Regions from separate parts of the Sus scrofa genome. Here region 2 is linked to region 1. Evidence: chromatin contacts called from public Hi-C data. All regions are on one chromosome and are shown on one strand. The core of a region is the stretch at or near the end of the contact, and the rest is flanking DNA. Distances in the headings are between cores, read along the strand shown. Region 1 has its middle 81 kb from the start of DCBLD2. Region 2 holds the start of CPOX (coproporphyrinogen oxidase).

Evidence for each region. A called contact is a pair of places that touch in the nucleus more often than the background predicts.
Region 2: a Hi-C map of liver shows a contact between it and region 1, with 7 times the contacts expected there. The contact joins the promoter of CPOX here to the enhancer-like site in region 1. A contact is called at or near these places in 3 of 5 promoter capture datasets (fetal skeletal muscle and liver), 20 of 47 Hi-C or Micro-C datasets (adipocytes, alveolar macrophages, embryonic fibroblasts and 13 more) and 2 of 2 datasets of contacts at active chromatin or transcription factors (alveolar macrophages and skeletal muscle).

What each region holds. Positions count from the first base shown.
Region 1 is chr13:159,980,946-159,985,007 of Sscrofa11.1, forward strand. No RefSeq gene overlaps it. Among named protein-coding and RNA genes, the nearest start is that of DCBLD2, 81 kb to the right of the region's middle. Within about 2 kb of position 2,131, at least 1 of the 83 cell types and tissues checked has an H3K27ac peak or open chromatin away from gene starts, as enhancers often do. A contact at or near this core is called in liver, where this site is marked.
Region 2 is chr13:160,330,684-160,334,745 of Sscrofa11.1, forward strand. CPOX (coproporphyrinogen oxidase) reads left to right here and starts at 1,753. Exons shown (of 7, transcript NM_001243844.1): 1 at 1,753-2,357. The coding sequence starts at 1,841.

The DNA of each region.
Region 1 (4,062 bases), core at 881-3,380:
TCCAACATGGTAAGAGTTTTTATCATGAATGGATATTAAATTTTATCAAATTTTTTTTCTGCATCTTTTGAGTTCATCATGTGTTTTGTTTTTTCTTTTGTTGATGTGATGTATCACATTGATTGATTTATATATGTTGAACCATTCTTGTGACCCTTGAATAAATCCCAGTTAGTTGTGGTGTATGATATTTTTATGTTTTTAGATTCAGTTTGCTAATATTTTTGTTGAGAATTTTTGCATCTATATTCATTGAAGATATTGTACTGTAATTTTCTTTTTTGGTAGTTTTTTGGTAGTTTCTTTGTGTGATATTATTAGATAGTATTAGATAGTATTAGATAGATTAGATAGTATTAGAGTGATGGTGGCTTCATAGAATATCTTTGGGAATGTTCCTCTCTCTTCAAACTTTTGGAAGAGTTTGAGAAGGATCAGCAAAAGTTTTTCTTCGTATGTTTGGTAGAATTCCCCTGTGAAACCATTTGGACCTGGACTTTTTTTTAGGGAGTTTTTTTTTTATTATTACAGACTCTATTTTACTTCTAGTTATTGGTCTGTTAAAGTTATTTATTTCATCTTGATTCATTTTAGTGGGCTGGTTTTACCAGAAAGTTGTCCATCTCTCTGAGGTTTTCAGATTTGTTGACATATAATTGTTCATAGTGTTCTTATGTGTGTTTTTTTTTTATTTCTGCAGTATCAGTGGAGATTTCTCCTTTTTCATTTCTGATTTTGTTTATTTGGGTTCTTTCTTTTCTTCTTTTTGAGTCTGGAAAGTGGTTTGTCAATTTTGTTTACCCTTTTGAAGAATGACCTCTTGGTTTTATTGATTTTTTTTCCTTTTTCTTCTGTTTAATAATCTATTGGCTTTTTAATATCTACTTTATTTTCTCTCTGACCTATATTATGTTCTAAATAAGGCATGCATCACCATGAACTTCCCTCTAAGAACACCTTTTGCAGCATTCCACAGATTTTGTATGGTTGTGTCTTCATTGTCATTTGCCTCAAAATATTTTTTAGCTTCTTCTTTGATTTATCATTAATATTGGGGTTTTTTGGTAACTCGTTGTTCAGTCTCATGTAATTGTTTTTTTCTCATTTCTTTTTCTGTTTTATGTTGATTTCTAGTTTCATGCCACTGTGAAAAGATGCTTGAAATAATTTTTATATTCTTAAATTTGTTGAGGCTCCTTTTGTGCTCTATTGTGTAGTCAATCCTAGAGGATGTTCCATGTGCACATTCTGCTTTTTCAGGGTGTAATGTCCTGAAAATATAAATTAAATCTAACTGTTTTATTATATGATTTAGAATCTCTGTTGCCTTGTTGATTTTATGTCTTGAAAATCTGTCCTTTAATGTGAGTGAGGTGTTAAAATCTCCTACTAGTATTGTATTCCCATCAGTTTCTCCCTTTTTGTCTGTTAGTATTTGTTTTATTTATTTTAAGACCCCAAATAATCTCTTATTCACAGCCTTCTGCATAGTTTTTTAGGTTAACAGACTGTACACATTTTAAAAGAGAATAAAATCATCACTCTCATGTGAATACAAAATGAACACATCAAGGATTTTATTTAACTCAGTAATAAGAGAACCAGTAAGGTATATAAAATGGGAATTTGACTTCCAGAGATTTATATTCTCTATCTGACAAAACTCTCTTGCCTTGCCATGAACAGGAATCATTTTCTTGGCTGCCCTTAGGAAATATTTTCATTATTGAACTCCTAGGGAGTTCCTGTCATGGATCAGCAGAAAAGAATCTAACTATCATCCATGATGATTCTGGTTCGATACCTGGCCTCAACTAGTGGGTTAAGTATCCAGTATTGCTGTGATCTGTGGCATAGGTCACAAACACGGCTCGGTTCTGACATTGCTGTGGCTGTGGTGTAGTCTGGTGGCTACGGCTCTGATTCGAGCCCTAGTCTGAGAACCTCCATATGCCATGGGTATGGCCCTAAAAAGACAACAACAACAACAAAAATTCTACAAGCTAACTTCTATCTCTATGAACCTGTAAGATAACCTAGTCAAAAACAGCCAAAAGCAGGGATGAGTCCACATAGATGAGCTAGCCAGAATGCCTACTAAATTACTAAGCTTTGCACAACTTTCCCCTTCAGGATCAAAGGCCATAGATAAGCCACACAAATATTTTGCTTTTTTTATTACCATTGGGACCTTCACAGAGCATCATGAAAGCTGTATAATGACTGAGATTAAATGATTTGCCAAGCAGGTGTCTGAGTCTCAGATTCAGAGTATTTTGATTAAAAAAAAATAAATTATGTTGATATTTGTTACACCTCTGAGTGTCTGAAATACAATTCATATCTGTTGTATTAAGTTTCTTAAGAACAGAGACATTGATCTACTTCTGTTTTCTTAGACCTGACACCAGATAAATAGGTAATTGGTAAATATTTGCTATATGGATATAATGAATGCTAAGGAACAAGAGAAAATTGAATATTTCACACAGTTAAATAAAACAATTGGGGAAAAGAACTTCTAATCATGAACTATCTCATATGTGTATTCTGCAAATTCTTACCCAATTTCATTGTATTCTGTGTGAGACAGATAATAAGAATCTGATATGGAAACCCAGAGGTTTATGCCTGTTTTCTAAGAAAACTGATAAAGGAAAGAACATCAAGCATAAAATTATTCTCTCTTGTAGGAAAGAAAGTTGTACTTGAAAACTATGCATCGCCTGGGCTCTAGAGAACACTCTCAGGATTATCTGATACTAGTCTGTTATCCTTGTGCTCTTTTGCAACTCTATAAATTGAAGATAAGTGGTAACAATGAAAAATAATTCTTGTATATTGATATACAAATCATGTCATGTCCAATAAAGACTCAATTGATTTCCCTTTCCTTCCTGTGGGGAAACAACTTTTGCCTCCATTTGCACATTCATTTCCATATTCCTGATTTATAAAGGTATCTGTTTCTTCAGATTCTCTAGAACCAGTTATAACATCTGCCTGTTATCCTCATTGTAAGAAGATAGGTTAAGGGGTCCTTGGAGAAAGAGAACCAGGAATGGCTTTCTTGATATAAAAGAAGCTATTTTGGCCTAAGCCATTTTGTGATCTAAGCCAGGCCATAATGATTGCCCTTGAACAGGTCTCAGCAACCATTGTTCTTAAGAAAAGTAAGGGAAGGCAGGAACAAAGGAAAAGCAGTCAAGAAACAATAGTTCAGCAATAAGACAGAATCCTAGTTCCTCCTCAAGGAATATACACCACAACCTGATACAGGTCTTTTGAGTTCTGTAGGAGCTTAAGCCCACACCAAGGTGGAGGATGGAATACTGATGTTAACCATCTGATTTCAATCAGCTGAAGCTTGGGCTCTGTCAAAGACATTTGTCCCAATTCCGTGCTGAATTCTCCTTTGCTCAAGCCTCTTCATGAATATGCATGCACCCTTAGCTTAAAACTTCCTTAGTTTTGCCCTTTAGAGAGATTTTTCTTTGGGAACAATCCCCTGTGTTCTCCTTAGTTCCTACAAGTAAGAATAAATCCTTCCTTCTCCCAAACTTTGACTTAGTAGTGTCTCAACACCCACCAAGATGTGAATTTAGATTTTGGGTAACAACATAAGTTAATGAGCAGAATAAAATCTTTAACACCTATTCATTTTTGTCTCTTTGAGAGTCATGATTTTAACATTTTTTGAAAATTATCTTTTAACACTCTTCACAATAGTATTTGAAGAAAATGAATATGCAATTCGAAACAGGGGAGGGGAAAAAGCAGATAGTGGAAAGGGGACATCAAGCTTTCAAATTAATTGGTAGTTGAGTTTGAAATAATTATTAGTTGCTATAGGATGCATTTAAAAATTTGTGCATATAATATGTGATGCAAGCCCAAGAGGATAGCAATGGTATTCAAATAGTTCTCTGAAAAACTACCTGTAAATATATTTTTAAATTTTACCCCATTACCTTTATCAAAATATCCAGATAAATACTGAGAGGAATCTAATCCAAATGTCAATTTTCTTTTTCTCTTCTTTTTACGTGTTATTCCCTATTT
Region 2 (4,062 bases), core at 503-3,002, 350 kb after region 1:
CCTAGACCAGGGGTCAAATCACAGCTACAGCTGCTGGCCTATGCCACAGCCACAGTAACAAGATATCTGAGCCACATCTATAGCCTATGTTGCTTGTGGCAATGACGGATACTTAACTACCGAGGGAGGCCAGGGATCCAACTCACATCCTCACAGACACTATATCAGGTTCTCAGCCCCTTGAGTCACAAAGGGAACTCCTTTTTCTTCCCCTACTTAATGTTTCTTTATTCCTCTCCCAAAGAACTCCCAGACCCTCCCTCACTTTGTTGAAGGCTGAACCTTCTCCAGGTTGCTCAGTTCTGGTGTCTCCCCTGCCAAAGGAACTGCCAGGCTTCTGGGCTGGGTTTGGTCCCCTCTTAGTGCTCACTCAGTCCCCACATTCCTTGCAGTGGCCACATTCTAGAATGGTAGTTTTTATATTTCCTTTGCCAACTCAGTCTCACAGGTAAAGCATCCTCCAAAGCAGTTTAATCACTTCTTAATCTAAGCTTTTACCATTTACTGAATCTCTAGAGAGTTAGGCTTGCCCACCCAGCTAACACTCTGCTCCCATGTGAGAGCTGCCAGATGCTGCTGTAATTGGATAAAATACACTGCCCTAAACAACTGGTCAAACATGTAGCCATGGAAGTTCCATAATTACATCTAGCCACTAAGAAAAAGCTTGTAGAAACTACCACTGGTGGCTTAAATAATTATCTGCTGCTTGAAATGAAAATCATCCTGGAGATTTAAGGGACAAAGGAGCCCATGACAATTGTTCTTACACTCATATGCAGACAACATGGAACTGTGGTACGGTTACAGGGGAAAAAAACAACAACAACTATGAAATCTATGTTAGCTTCGTTTCTCATTTCTTTAAAAGCATGTGTGTGTGTGTGTGCGCGTGCGTGTGCGCGCGCGCCTGCGCTCATGTGTTTTGGGGAATAAGGAGGAGTGTGTCCTGCCTAGTTTACAGGAGTTATTGGGAGTATTAAACGTGAGATATATTTGGCAGCACCCTACAACTGCAGGATGATAAATATTTTAAAGTTTCTTATTCCTCGATCACCCAAATACAACAGGTCATGAGTTTTATGCTGGTTTAGAAAAACACTTTTGCTTTTCCTATTGCTAGAACAATCAATTGTACACTGTAGGAGCAAGGCCTGGGAAGATTTTAATGATAGAAATGTGCTATGGTGTTGATCGCAGAAAATCTTTTCCTAGGATTTTCTTAGGACCATTTTCATTAGCTTTTCTGACTCCTTTGAAAAACTAGCCCATAGGTTAGGAGTTTCCCAGGCTCCGCCCCCACCAATCCTACCAATTTTAGAAGATTTAGAGGACTGGATCCGGGACCTTCTATACATAAAAAGAACCAGAATTTGCAATGCTGTTTAAAAGTTGTAAGTCAGGGCAGGAGTCTCTGGGCATATTTCTGCCCAGGTTAGTCCTCAGTCCGTCCAGCCCTACTTTGCCTTCTCCCTGTGGCTGGCTGAACCACAGACCAGAGGTTGTACGTGACAAGAAGGCTTCTTTTATCTCTTCCAGCGCTTCCACGGCCCTCTCCTACCACCGCCACCCGGTTCTCTTCCCGTGGGACCCGCCCTTCTGGCGGCGGTGGATTCTTTTATCTCCCGGGTGCGCCCCTGCAGGCGGCGATAGGAGACAGAACTACAGCTCCCGGCATCCCCCGCCTCCCGCCTGCCGCTGGCAAGCCGACCCGGTAGTAGCTCTTCTCCCGCAAAAGTTCCTTCACCCGGCGCTGCTCGCTCTTTAGGACCCCAGGGAGCACAAGGGCCGCTCTCTGGGAGGCGGGCACTGTCCGGGGTGACAGCGCGGGAGCGGGGCTATGCACTTGGGCGGGCTGAGCGCGGGCCCCTGCTGGCGTGCGGCGCGTGCCGGCTGCGGAGAGCTAAGCGCTTGGTCCCGGCGCTATGCTGTGGGACGCCTCTGCCGGCCGCCTGGCACCACTTGCCCCCAGCAGAGCCGCGGGCTGGGGCACGGCCCCACGACGGGAGGCAGCCCCCGGCTGAGGACCGGGGTGGCGGCGGGGCTAGCGGGGCTGGCAGGGCTGGCCGCTGCCGCCTTCGGGCAGGTGGAGCGTGCGGAGATGGTGCGCAAGAGCTCGGGGACGCCGAGCACCTTGCCCGGGAAACCGGAGGAAGACGACGACGAACTAGCCCGCCGCTGCAGCTGCTTCATGGCCCCGCCTGTGACTGACCTGAGCGAGCTGCGGACTAGGCCGGAGGACATGAAAACCAAGATGGAGCTGTTGATACTGGAGACCCAGGCCCAGGTGTGCCAGGCGTTGGCACAGGTGGATGGGGGTGCCCGCTTCTCTGTGGATCGGTGGGAGAGGAAAGAAGGTGAGGAGGTCGGCCCCTAGAGGGAGGTGGAGATAGGGAAAAGAGGTCAGGCTGGTAGTAAATGACTCAGAATAGGGGATGGAAGTAAGGAAAGGGTACCTGTAACAGCCTTTGCTGGGTTAAAAGGGACACAGTTAAAAAGACTGACACTGACAGGGTCATCAGCCCTCAGCTTGGATTTGTGGACCTAGATCGGCTGTCACTCTAGTACTGGACATTTTTTAAATCTTCTCAATTTTATAATGGCATTTTCCGTAGAAATCAGTAGGTCGCTTTTAGCCAACAAACTTGGATGTCCTAGGTTGTAATTGAGCATAGATTTTTTTTCACATTTCATCTGCTTCTCTGGGTGCGTTTACCCTATCTCCTTTGGAGCTGGGAAAAAAAAAAAAAAAGCTAGCTCCTCTTTACTAAGTGTAAGCCGGTCTCTGGTCTCCTCCAGCTGAGGGAGTTACTGTGTCCTTATGTCCTTTCCCCAGGTTGTGCAAGAAGTATTTGATTCAGCTTGTCAGTAGTTCTGCCAGATGCGCCATCAGATTGCCTGCCAGGAAAATCTTTACCTCCACTGGCAAAATACTTCAGTATTAAAACCAAGTTTTTACAGAGTCCTATATTCATGACCATGTTATTGCCTATGCAGTGGAACCCTACATCTTGGTCATAAATTTAAAGTATTTCTGATTCTTCTTACCTGGGAATACTAACAACAACTTCTCATTAGCTGATTTTGGGCTGTGATATGCCACATTTATTTTATTATTTTATTTTTTTTTGCTTTTTAGGGCTGCACCTGTGGCATATGGAGGTTCCCAGGCTAGAGGTTGAATCGGAGCTGCCACTGCTGGTTTACACCTCAGCTGCAGCAATGTGGAATCTGACCCGAGTCTTCAACCTACCCCACAGCTCATGGCAATGCCGGATCCTTAACCCACTGAGCAAGGCCAGAGATTGAACCCGCATCTTCATGGATACTAGTTGGGTTTGTTAATGCTGAGCCACAATGGGAACTCCCCAAACATTTATTTTAAATGAAATTAAATCTGGTTTTCCATTTTGTAATATTTTTAAGACTGTTGAACCAATTCACAACTGTAAATACTAGACTAGCTGTGTGACCTTCAGCAGTTACTTTTTTTGTGCCTGTTTCCTCATCTATGAAATGAGATTATGAATAATGCATAAATGTATTCTAGGAATAAAATAAGATGAATATATGTGAAGTACTGAAAATTGTTTGACACTTAGAATGCATTGAGACAATAGTTTGGGCCACTTGCTAGCTGTGTGTTTTTGGAGGTGTTTTGCTTTTTGGTGCCTGTTTTCTCATTTGAAATATACAGGTGTTGTACTGGATCATCTTATGTCCCATCCAGCTCTAAAAATTCTTAGAAATAAAATAAGCCAGACATGAAGTTTCATGAAACAACTGCTCTTGTGCTAACTCTAATGTCTTAAAAAACAAACAATCATCTAAAGTGCAGATACTTAAATGTTAATGTGTGTCTCACTCAGTTTAAGCTTCTGAACCCCTTAAGCATTCAAATATTTACTGTTTTTTAATTACCTGTAAACAAAATTAAAAGGCAAAGGAGCACACTGAGAAAAAAAAAAAAACATTTGAAACAATATGGTGCTCCTAAATTTGGTAAAAACAAAACTCCCTTCAGATATACTCATTCCTGTTTTTATTTTATTTATTTATTTA